3 separate regions of the Sus scrofa genome follow, and regions 1 and 2 are each linked to region 3. Evidence: chromatin contacts called from public HiChIP or PLAC-seq data. All regions are on one chromosome and are shown on one strand. The core of a region is the stretch at or near the end of the contact, and the rest is flanking DNA. Distances in the headings are between cores, read along the strand shown. Region 1 holds the start of TRIO (triple functional domain protein). Region 2 overlaps TRIO (triple functional domain protein). Region 3 holds the start of OTULIN (ubiquitin thioesterase otulin).

Region 1 (3,763 bases), core at 149-2,648, 370 kb before region 3:
ATGCTGTGTTCTAGGCCAAAACAAAACAAAAATCTCTTTTTTGTGACATATTTAGCAAAAATATGTGGTAAAAGCATTTGGAATTTATATTCCAGTCTATGTTCAGGCACGTACATATATCACAATAGAATTTAATGCATTTCAACACCAATGTAGCCATTGAGTCATGTGCCTTTCTTCCTCTAGAAAACTGTGAGTCTCAATTTCAGAGGGCAATTCAGGGACCGACAGGCAAAAGCAACTACATTTTAAAGAAACTAAGGATACATGGGAGTGAGTCTGTAGCTAACAGTGGAATGTGGGAGATGGAGGTTTTCATTGTCAAGTTTTGTGTTCTTGACTTTGTTCTCACATCGGTAGGATATTCTTCCTGTGGGATAGCCTGTGACATAGCCTCTCTAACTAGCATCCTTCACTCCATCAGGGGTGTTAATAAATAGGTGGAGTTCCGAGTTGGCAGAGTCCCAGGGTTCTGCTGTGTTCTGACCAGGGCATCTTGGGGCATAGGCTACGAGGGACCAGTAGGAAGCATGCATTTTCTTATCTGATATTTTCAAATACCTGTAGATTGGGATCACAGCTACAGCTTCCTCCTTCCCAGTATTTCTGTCATTTGATCTGCTTTCTCCATTGCCTGGGTCCTGTAGTACTTTGTGCTGCTTACAGAGTCTTTCATACTGTACATTTTTCTCTAGGTATTTATGAGCTTGTCTCTGTGAGGGCTGCCCTGGTGCCTAATTCCTTTTTTTTTTTTTTTTTTTTTTTTTTTTTTAATGGCCACACCTGCAACATATGGAAGTTTCTGGGCTAGGTGTCAAATCAGAGCTACAGCTGAGGCCTACACCTCAACAACACTGGATCCGAGCTGTATCAGCAACCTACACTGCAGCTCACAGCAACGTCAGATTCTTAACTTACCGGGCAAGGCCAAGGATCAAACCCTCATCCTCGTGGATACTTGTCTAGTTCTTAACTGGTTGAGCCACAACAGGAGCTCCCCTAACTGTTCTTTGCATTTACCCCACTGCCATCTCTCTCCACCTCGGTTGGAGTTGAGGTGTAATCAGTCTTTGCAGACACATGGAGTGGATTACCCAATGACCTGTGATGAATTGCTGAGACTACATTGTGTCCATTCAAGAGTTTTGAAGGAACCTTAAGGATGAAATTGCAGAACCTTGGCTCTTGTTCTGCCTTTTATAAATAGCCACTGTTTTAAGAGCTTGGGGTGCTGCCAGCACAAAGCATGGTGTATTGGAAAGCAAACCGGCCTGGCGATCTGGAGGCCTGGGTTGCCGAGCCCTTTCACAGCCGGCTGGGTAGTGCTGCCAAGGCCCTGGACCTGGACCTCAGGGTCAGCGTCCAGATGTGTTTGCTGCCATCTTTGCACAAAGTCTCTGATGATTGTCAGTGTCATGGTTGCATCCTTAACACAGAGCCCTTCATTCCTGTGTTAAGTCGTCCATGGAAAGGATGGTTACTGATCTACCCATTCTTTGTTTTGTTCAGTAATATGTTGTAGCGACCAGATTCTGTCAGATTCCTCCAAAAGGTGCTGGTTTTGTTGCAGTCTGTGGGCTTGTTTCTGCCTGCTGGGCTCTGCAGTGGGTGCCATTCCAGTCTGGACTTAGGTCCTTACCCTTCATGTGGAGCAGGAGCTGCTTGGAACCTGCCCCCAACGTGCTGGCTCGGTGGGCAGCCAGAGGTTTGGGCCAAGTTTATATACAGAATCTGGGGCTCCCCTTCTCTCCACAGTTTCTCCTCTTGGTTCTCCTCCTCTTGCGGCCGAGGTTGCCCTGTCCTGACTTGCTTTTAGTAGCCCCAGGTGGCTTAGGCCGGACCCCACCCTCAGGCTGAACTTTAAAGTCATTTCCTCTTTCCTGGTGTGTGCATTTGGTCACCCTCCTGTGCCCTCCTTAGACAGTGGGTTTTATAAGCTAAACCTGCGGCAGGGCTGGTCCACAGGAACTGCTCAGGGACACCTTAGTGGAAGCTCCGTCATTTACTGAGAGCTCTTTTCTTGCTTTTAATTCTGGGTCTGTCTCTTGCTTCAGTTGTTCCCAGGCTTACAATACAAGTTCACAAGTATTTTCAATAAAGACTTCCTTGTACTGTTTTGGCAAAAACAGACAGGAAAATAGAGATGGGGCAGCAGTCTTTAGTTCTTTCTAGAGATGGCTCTGCCATTAATGATAGTCACTGGTTTTGATGAGGATGGCTGGCCTCCCAAACCTAGATTACCTCTGGTGGAGCTGTCCCAGAGAAAAATGCTGAGGATGAACGTGTCTGACCCCAACCTCCCACGTGGGCATTTGCCCTGAAGTGCTGGGCCAGCCGTATTTGGGCTGCCAGAATTCCTTTTGTTTAGATGGATATTGGCTTGGCCTAAATTGCCTGCTGCGTGCCTCCTTGCCACAGTATTTCCACTTGGCCTTCTACGATGCTGGGGCTTGGGGAGAATTGGCCTGATGTGAGAAGGAGGGACCTTGGCCATCCTGTGAAGCGGGTGACACCAGGCCATCTGACCACATTAACCAGTGACATTCCTCCAGGGGGGCATGACCCAGAAAACCTGGAAGGACAGAGCCAGGAGGGAGCAGTGGCCAGTCCCCAGCTATTTATAATCCCTGCTCTCCTCCCTGACAATGTTTATTTTTAACTGGATTGGAAAGTCTATTAGGAGGAGGCTTTGAGCTCCCCCTAGAGGTTCAGGTGTGCCATGAATGGGTTTTTTTATAAACAATATTACTGCTTTATTTGCCAGTGTTTATGTTAATCTATGAAATTAAAATGAATATTTTGGAAACTGCCTGGACTGATTTCATATCCTGTTTTTTGGGGACCAAATATAGAAATGACCGAGAGCCTGCTGGGTACGGGAGACTCTGGGTCTGGGTCTGTAGCTCATTCTTGAGCATTACAATAGAAGTGGTCTTGTGATCAGAGACTTTCCTTCAAAGAATTCAAATGATTTCAAATAATGATATTTCTCCAGTTGATTTAATGGGTGTGAAGAAAGCAGCTGTGGTGAGATTTGAGCTAGGATGGTTCAGAAATTAAAGGACACTCAAGCAACTTGGTAATCTTATTTTCTCCTTATGTATTTCAGGGTTTCGAAAAAATGATGAAATGAAAGCTATGGATGTTTTGCCAATTTTAAAGGAAAAAGTTGCATACCTTTCAGGTAAAGTTTAACTTTCTAATCTGCTTTTGTTCCTTCTCACTGCTTTGATACAATGTGAGGGTCTGAAATACTAAACTATAAACTGGCTCACCTGTTATACACATAAAAGCATTGGCATTTTGATGGATTCTTAACTGCTTTATTCATGTAGCATTTTCCTTAAAAATTAGTGCCCTGGGTATTTTCTTCTACCTTGGCAGGCACATCATAGGTCAAATAGCATTGGTGATGAAAATATGTTCATGTCTGTCATTTAACAAACATTTGGGTGTTTTATCACACTTAGGTAAAAAGACTTTTTTTTTTTTTTTTTTTTTTTTTTTTTTTTTTTTTTAGATCTGCACCTGCAGCATATGGAAGTTCCTAGGCTACGGGTTGAGTCAGAGCTGCAGCTACCAGCCTATACCATAGCCACAGAAATGCAGGATCCAGACTGCATTTGCCACAGCTCATGGCAATCTGGATCCTTAACCCATTGAGCAGGGCCAGGGATTGAACCCATGTCCTCATGGATACTAGTTGGGTTCGTTGCTGCCGAGCCACAGCAGTGACTCCAAAAACTGATTTCTTAAAATCTCT
Region 2 (3,431 bases), core at 217-2,716, 300 kb before region 3:
GGAACGGAGGCGTCTTTAGTACTTAAGAAAGAGGCTTATCTCATTTTCTGAAACATACAAAGGTCAAACAGATTTTGGGTCTAGGGAGAAAAGATTTCCTTTTCACAGTGAAGTTGAAGGTGGTTTAGTGTGTGTCTTGGGGTTGTATTTTAAAGGATCCTTTGTAAAATGAATTCTAAATTGTGTCCAGTTTTGAGATTTTGAATTGATGTAATGAATTTTTCTTAAAGTCAACTTCTTCAAAAGTGGCAGGATGAAGTAATTAACAGAGATTCAAAAAGGAAGTGGTGAAAGTCGGACGGTTGAATTCATTTAAAACATACTAAGTATAGGTTATTCTGTAACAGTTGTAGTGTTCTGAGAAGGAGGAACCGGAAAAGAGCCTCGTGTTTACTTGGTGGCGGCATGTCGTGGAGCTAATGCGACTTCTGCAGCCCCCCCGACTTCACTGCGGGGGAGGGGGTGTCTTGGGCTGTTTCAGACCCTGCTGCAGCCACATTAGGAAGCACTGGACCATTTTTGCACACGGTTTGGCAGAGCCAAGAACATCCTTGAGGCTACTCTGAAGATCCGTTCCTTCTTTATGTTGTACACTGATTGTGAGTAGATGAATCCTATTGAATGAATCTTTGCTAGTGAGTTTCTGGGACATGACAGTTGCTGCCACATTGGATGTTCATGCAGGAGTTTTAAAAAAGAAGTTAAAAATGCTTTGCACATGAAACTTTTTGCAAATGATTGTGGGGAAGAAAGATGGTCTTTGACAGTTGTCTCCTCTTTTACCTTCTAAGTAGTCATCCAAGTTAATGTTCCTTTGTAGATTTAGAAAGCACCGAATACAGCAGCCAGTAAAACCAAGAAAACTCTGGTTCAAAGAAGACGCTGGTTTCGAGAGCACAGATTTCTTTCATGTGAGCAGTACTCCTCTGACGTAGCATCCTCCCAGGGGGGCCTGCTCTCCTGTCAGCTGGTCCTTTGGGATTCAGATCATTTTCTAGAGACATAACCTGTCACAAAGTTGTTCTCCAGGAAGCCATTTCTGTCAGCAACTTTTCATACGTGCCATGTAATTATCTTGTCTTCCAGTACAAAAAAGTGTGGTTTTCAGGAAAGCAGACCTTACACGCTCATTCTAGATTTTCAAAAGCTAAGCAGGCTGGTTCTCTAACCCCTGGCATCGCTCCTGAACTCATTTATCTTTTGCGAGGAGGATGCCCTGAGCACAGCACGTGGGCTCTTGCAGTGTGCTCAAAATTCAGGCCTGACGTGGGTTCTCCTCCTTTCTTGTCTTTTCTGAGATCAGGAAACCCTGTCTTTTTTTTAACCAGGTTCTGAATACAGCCTCTGACTGTCTTGGGTAAGACCCAGGCTGTAGCTGCTGTGGATTGTAGGAGAGGAAGGTCTGATCCTCTTCTGAGAGGCTCTCGTGGTTTTTGAGTCCTAGCGATTATGAAGTTTTAATTTACTTCTCAAGAAAAAGAGGAAACTCTTTGGGCTCCCGCCCTGGCCTACCCTGGAGTGTCTCCGTCATCATCCCTGCAGAGATCAGTACCTCACTGCACAGGCCAGGAGCCCTGTGCAGGGGAGAACCCTCGGGAGGGAGAGGGGCTGGTGGTCTCCTGTAACTCCTTTACCAAACACCCCCTCCCCACTTGAAGTCTCAGAGTCTGTGACTCAGTTTGCCCTTCTGAGAGGACCCGTGGCTAAGGCTCTCCTGACTGGTGGGCGGGTTCCTTCCCCTCTGTGTCCCGGTGTCCTAGTCACAGGGCCGCTGTGGGCACAGAACAGGTCCTCCCTCATCAGTCTGCTTATGAACACACGAAATCAATTTTGTCCCTGGCAAAAGGAGCCAGGGCAGGTTCTGCGCATGGGGAGGCTTTGGCCTTGGGTTTCAGAGAGGCCCCACTGACCCTGACTCCCCCAGCTCCTACTGCTGTGCCCAGGGGAAGCCACCAGGCCCTTCGTACTGGCTTGTTGTCCTCGAGCATAAAATGAGAAGTGAGACAAAGCAAATGCTGTCAGTGTCTCACGAAATTCAGAAATGCAATTCTTACTTTGGGACATTGACTTAGTGTCTTTACCTGCTGGCAAAGAGGTAGAAAGCTTTCAGAAGTGTAATGCTTAGCTGTTGGGAGGCACTGTCACCTGCAGATCCACTTACCAAAGACGAGAAGTAAGCAACTTCATGGCTGTAGTGACAGTTGTTGAGAAAACCGGATTCTGCTCTTAAAAATGTATGTGTGCAGCCTAAAGCCTGGTACTCTGCCTGCTCCACCCACACTGAGGTCCCATGATGCTCTGCTCGGAGCTGCTGGGCATAGCTCTGGGGGAGGGAAGCCTGTGTTCCCTAGAGCCACTGTCCCAGACGTGTCACTTCCAGTGCAGCCTCTGCTGAATAGAGAGCCTTAGTGGGCACATGTGTGCAGAACCTGTATGGCAGGAACGTGGATGCTGACAGCGGCCCCAAGCCACAGCCACGAGGGCTGTCTCTGGGCCCCACTCTAGGAGGGGAGGACTTGGGGACAGCCTCCGGGGAACATGCTCAGAAACCGGTCCCTAGCTGGGGGCTGTTTTTAAAAAATCTGTGTGTGCATATATACACATATATTTTTAAGAAGTTTTTAGACAAATTTTGGATTTACAGAAGAATGGTGAAGATGATAGCGGGGTTTCATACCTGTGCCCAGTTTCCCCTATTAGTAACATCCTTCATTAATAGGATAGCTTGTGATACTAATGAACTAATATTGATCTGATATCAATATTACATAGTATTATGTGAATGTAATTTTGAACCTGTATTGTTAGGATTAATGACCTAATACTGACTAACTGAAGCCCATACTTTGTGGAGGTCTCCTTAGTTTCTCCCTGTTCCAGAGTCCCATCCAGGATCATGTGGCATTTAGTCGTGGTGCCCCCTTAGGCCCCCTGGGCTCTGACACCTTCTGGTCATTGGTTTTTTTTTGTTTGTTTGTGGGTGTTTTGTTTTTTTTTTTTTTGTCTTTTTAGGGCCGCACCTGTGGCATGTGAAGGTTCCCAGGCTAGGGGTCTAATCGGAGCTGTTGCCACCAGCCTACGCCAGAGCCATAGCAACATCTGCAACCTACACCACAGCTCACAGCAAAACGGGATTCTTAACCCACTGAGCAAGGCCAGGGTTCGAACCCGCAACCTCATGGTTCCTAGTCAGATTCGTTTCTGCTGTGCCACGACAGAAACTCCTGGTCATTGTTATTTTTGTTCCTGTTGTTGATGGCATCTTCACTCTTCCGCTCTCACTGCTGCGCTGTTGTGATTCTCATCGGTAGTTTAAGCTCCTCCCTCATTCATCCACAAGGAGGGGTAATTGGCTGCAGCCTGAGGCTGCGGTCCCCGAGGCGGCAGCAGGACAGGGCTTAGGCTCAGGCCCCAGACGTGAGAGTCTTTCA
Region 3 (3,679 bases), core at 42-2,541:
ACTGATTGCATCCTCAAAGAACCTATTTCCAAATAAGGTCACAGTGAGTTTCCAGTTGGAATGAATTTTAGGGTACACTAGTCATCCGCTATAATCCCACACCCTTACTATCAATACAAAATTTAACTGCATAGTCTTTTGTATGCTATGCATTTTTAAAGCATGTGTATTTATCACTCTCAAAATGAAAGGGTAAAACCCACCATAGTTCTTTGCCTTAAAATGCAAGGATTCTTTACATCCAGTTTCTCCCTTTGATGCCCATTAGCACTTAGTCTCCCTAACACTGGTCCGTCTTGCTCTTTCCCAATCTTTTCTCTAACTGTAGTGATCTTTCAAGGAAGATCAAGGTCTTTAATTAACTGCAGGTGACTTTTTGAGATCTGGTCTCCAGCACCCTTCTCCCAGTTTCATCTTTCAATAAAATACCCTGTTTTGAACCAGTTTTGCCCCAGAGCTACTTGTAGGTTTCTGGATTGCCCATACCAATCCCTTCCCCATTATTTGGTCCTGAGCTCTTTGCTTTAGTAACACTTCTAGCACTTTCGACTGCTGCCCATCTTTAGCGGCTACTCTATTTCCTCCCTAAAGCTGAAACATTTTGTCTTCTGATGTCTGAAGTCTGCTAGTATTTTTCCTTTGCTGTTGCTCCTTCCTAAATCAAATTTCAAATTTTATTTTAAAGAACGTGGTCCAAGAATACACACTGTGCTGTGCTGGCTCACCTGCTGTGTCGAACCATGTCGCCCTTCTCACCCTCACGGAAGGAAGGGGCTGTAACTCCCTGCCCTGGGGCGACAAGCCCGACCCCACACCAGAAGCCTCCGGTCTCTGAGCTCGGGGCGGGTGGTGACGGGACAGCCACGGAGGGAGGCCTAGCAAGTTGCATATCACCCACCCGGGCACATCCCTTGCTCTTTAGCTGAGGAAGCCAGCCAGCGGAGGGAGAAACTCGGAAGCCCAGAGCGACACTGTAAGGTGCCCCCAAACGTCAGCGCCCTTCGCACCCCAGGCCGGACTTCTTCCTCACCGAAGAGGTAGCCCACCGCTCGTCCAGTCCCTTTTCGCTTCCTCACACCCCAGGACTCGAGGACAAGCAGCGGACGGGACTGTCAGCGCGACGAACGCGCGCCGAGAAGCCCGGGCGGCCAGCGGCGTGCGGAGGCGGAGCAAGCGCAGAAAAAGCCTCGCGTGGGCGGTCCTGGCCGCAGGCCGCTAGGCGGGCGCAAGCGCATGCGCAGGCGCCTCGTCGCCGGGCTCCCCGCCGCCTCTGGCCGCGCCCCCTCGCCGCGGGTTAGAGGCCACGGGGCGGGAGGTGGTGACGCGCGCGGAAGCGGCCGGTGCACCCACCCGAGCCCGCGGGCAGCAGGGCGGCAGCGGCCACGGCCGGGCGCCCCGAAGGGTGGGGCCCCGGGTCGCTCGAGAGCGGCTGAACCCCCGCGGCGCCGCCGGCGGCCCCATGCGTCGGGGGACCATGCCTCAGCCCGGAGCGTGGCCGGGCGCGAGCTGTGCCGAGAAGCCGGCGTGGGAGGCGGGGGCCGCGGCACCGGAGGGCGGGAAGGCGGCAGCCGGCGGGCCGCCGCGGGCCGCGATGCGGTGCGCAGCCGAGCAGTGAGTGAGGGGCGCGGGCTGGGGCCGGCTGGACGGGCGGGGGCGCCGGGCTCCGTCCCGTAGGGGAGGCTGTGGGTGGGCGGGAGAGTAGCCAGGGGGAGGCTTCTTCGCACCTTGTTTTCTAAGTAAGGTCATGGGCGACGAGGAATTTGAAGCCCCTTGTATCGTGTCTGAGTACAAAAGTTTTTCCGGAGGGCGCTTCTTAAAATCCAGGTTATCCGGTGCCTCCATCCCCTTTTTTGATCCCTCTATAGCTTTTAAAGCTAAAGAACGCTCCAGAGTCTTGGGGAACAAACTTCAGAAGCATATTACAGCTCCCTTCCATGAGATCTCTTCTCCAGCCTGGTGCGGGAAGGAAGTAAGGTTGTCCCTGTCACAGCCACGGGGAAGCTGAGCCAGGCGACATGTTTGTTCTTGGAAGGCAAGTCGCGGCTTGATGAGCGTCCCACCTGTTGGACAGACTTTGGACGGAGGCTGACCCAATTGTTTTGCCTGTTAGCTGCTTAACTAGGTGTCTCCAACCCCCTATATTTTTAAATACCAAAGGCAGTGCTGGTTAGATCAATTATTTATTGAACCGTAAAGAAGGCAGTGTAAATCAAAGGAGTTTAGAGTTTCTGCAAAGATCTGGGGGTTGGGGGCGGGGGTTGGAAGCAAAATTTAAAGTAGAAGACCGAAACTTTACTGCACTTTCAAGTTCTGGTCACATATAAATGCCTTTGGAATTCCAAAAATGACGGAAGCTCTCAAATAAGCAGTTTGACAGATACCTTAATTGGCCAAAAAGTGCCCTAAAAGTGTGCCATTTCCTAAAAAGGGGTGGGGGGCTGTTATTGCAGATAATGTATTAAAATAATTCTTGCTTGCCTGGTTCTTTACTGTGGGGTTTGGCATTCTCATTTCTTGAATACCCACACCCCTTGGGATAATAATATGTGCACTAAGTGGGTAAACAACCCACTGAGAAAGATTTAGAGCAGGAGGTCTTAAATTCCTGCTCACAGGAGCTAAGCAGATAACCTGAGTGAGTGAGTGAAGCTGGCCAGGTGTAGAACATGGATTCCTGGGGAGCTGGGTTTGTTGGGGCCAAGGTCGGCTAAGTTCCAGCTTATAATTGCCAGATATCCTATGTTTGAAGAATCCAGATATTCTAACTTTTATTGGAAATGTCCTGATTTTTAAATAGCATTTTATCTTATTCTTTTCTTCTTATGGCCACACCTGTGGCATATGGAAGGTCCCAGGCTAGGTGTCTAATTGCAGCTGCAGCTGAGGCCTATGCCACATCAACACCAGATCTGAACAGCATCTGCAGCTTATACTGCAGCTTGTGGCAGCCCTGGATGCTGAACCCACTGAGCGAGGCCAGGGATCAAACCTGCATCCTCACAGACACGATGTTGGGGCACTTTTCTTAACTGGCTGAGCCACAGCTGGAACTCCTTTTTTTTTTTTTTTTTAAATTGAAACCACTGTGCAGGCCCACTTGTGAGCTGATATGACTTGTGGCTGCAGTTTTGCTCCCAGGGTTTGAGCCCTGCCTTGGGCTCTATAGCTGGTAAAGCGGGGGTTGGGAGGTGGTCTTTTGCCTCTGCCCCTTCCCAGCCTATGCTGGTTTCTGACTGCTGCTGCCAGGCTGGCTGCTGCTACCTCTCATGCCCCAGTGGTCTGAGCTGTGTCCCCACTTAGAGGCCCTGGCCCTCAGATGCTGCTCCTCCTCCTCAGTCTTTTTATGCCCCCTGGGAAATGCAAAAATTTTGAAGTCAGAACCAAGGTACCCAAAATATTATTAGAGTTATTTGACAAGTTTTTCTGCTTGGATGTGGTTCCCAGAGTCTGAGCACCTGGGGAAATGGGTCATGGTACGAAAGGTACACTGTCCCCTGATGAAAAGATTTTGTGGCATAGATTCCTCTTCTGTCTACTGTCAGTAGAATCATAGGCTTAGAGCTGAAAGGAACCTAAAAACCCCAGGCTAGGTTTATCATTTTACAGTTTAGGAGACTGAGTTGCAGATTTGATAGGTGCAGCTGGGCCAGGAAGGTGCAGGGAATAGGTTTCAGGGCTG

Evidence for each region. HiChIP or PLAC-seq counts read pairs in DNA pulled down with a chosen protein or histone mark.
Region 1: an H3K27ac HiChIP or PLAC-seq map of alveolar macrophages shows a contact between it and region 3. The contact joins the promoter of TRIO here to the promoter of OTULIN in region 3. A contact is called at or near these places in 2 of 2 datasets of contacts at active chromatin or transcription factors (alveolar macrophages and skeletal muscle).
Region 2: a contact with region 3 is called in an H3K27ac HiChIP or PLAC-seq map of alveolar macrophages. The contact joins the enhancer-like site here to the promoter of OTULIN in region 3. A contact is called at or near these places in 2 of 2 datasets of contacts at active chromatin or transcription factors (alveolar macrophages and skeletal muscle).

Annotation. Positions count from the first base shown.
Region 1 is chr16:3,689,442-3,693,204 of Sscrofa11.1, forward strand. It overlaps TRIO (triple functional domain protein), which reads left to right and starts at 1,399. Exons shown (of 56, transcript XM_021077142.1): 1 at 1,399-3,184. The coding sequence starts at 3,130.
Region 2 is chr16:3,759,110-3,762,540 of Sscrofa11.1, forward strand. All of the region lies in intron 9 of TRIO (triple functional domain protein), which reads left to right. Among named protein-coding and RNA genes, the nearest start is that of TRIO, 70 kb to the left of the region's middle. Within about 2 kb of position 1,467, at least 11 of the 83 cell types and tissues checked have an H3K27ac peak or open chromatin away from gene starts, as enhancers often do. A contact at or near this core is called in alveolar macrophages, where this site is marked.
Region 3 is chr16:4,061,746-4,065,424 of Sscrofa11.1, forward strand. OTULIN (ubiquitin thioesterase otulin) reads left to right here and starts at 1,292. Exons shown (of 7, transcript XM_003133841.4): 1 at 1,292-1,611. The coding sequence starts at 1,460. It overlaps LOC110257250 (a long non-coding RNA gene), which reads right to left and starts at 1,211. Exons shown (of 7, transcript XR_002339614.1): 1 at 726-1,211.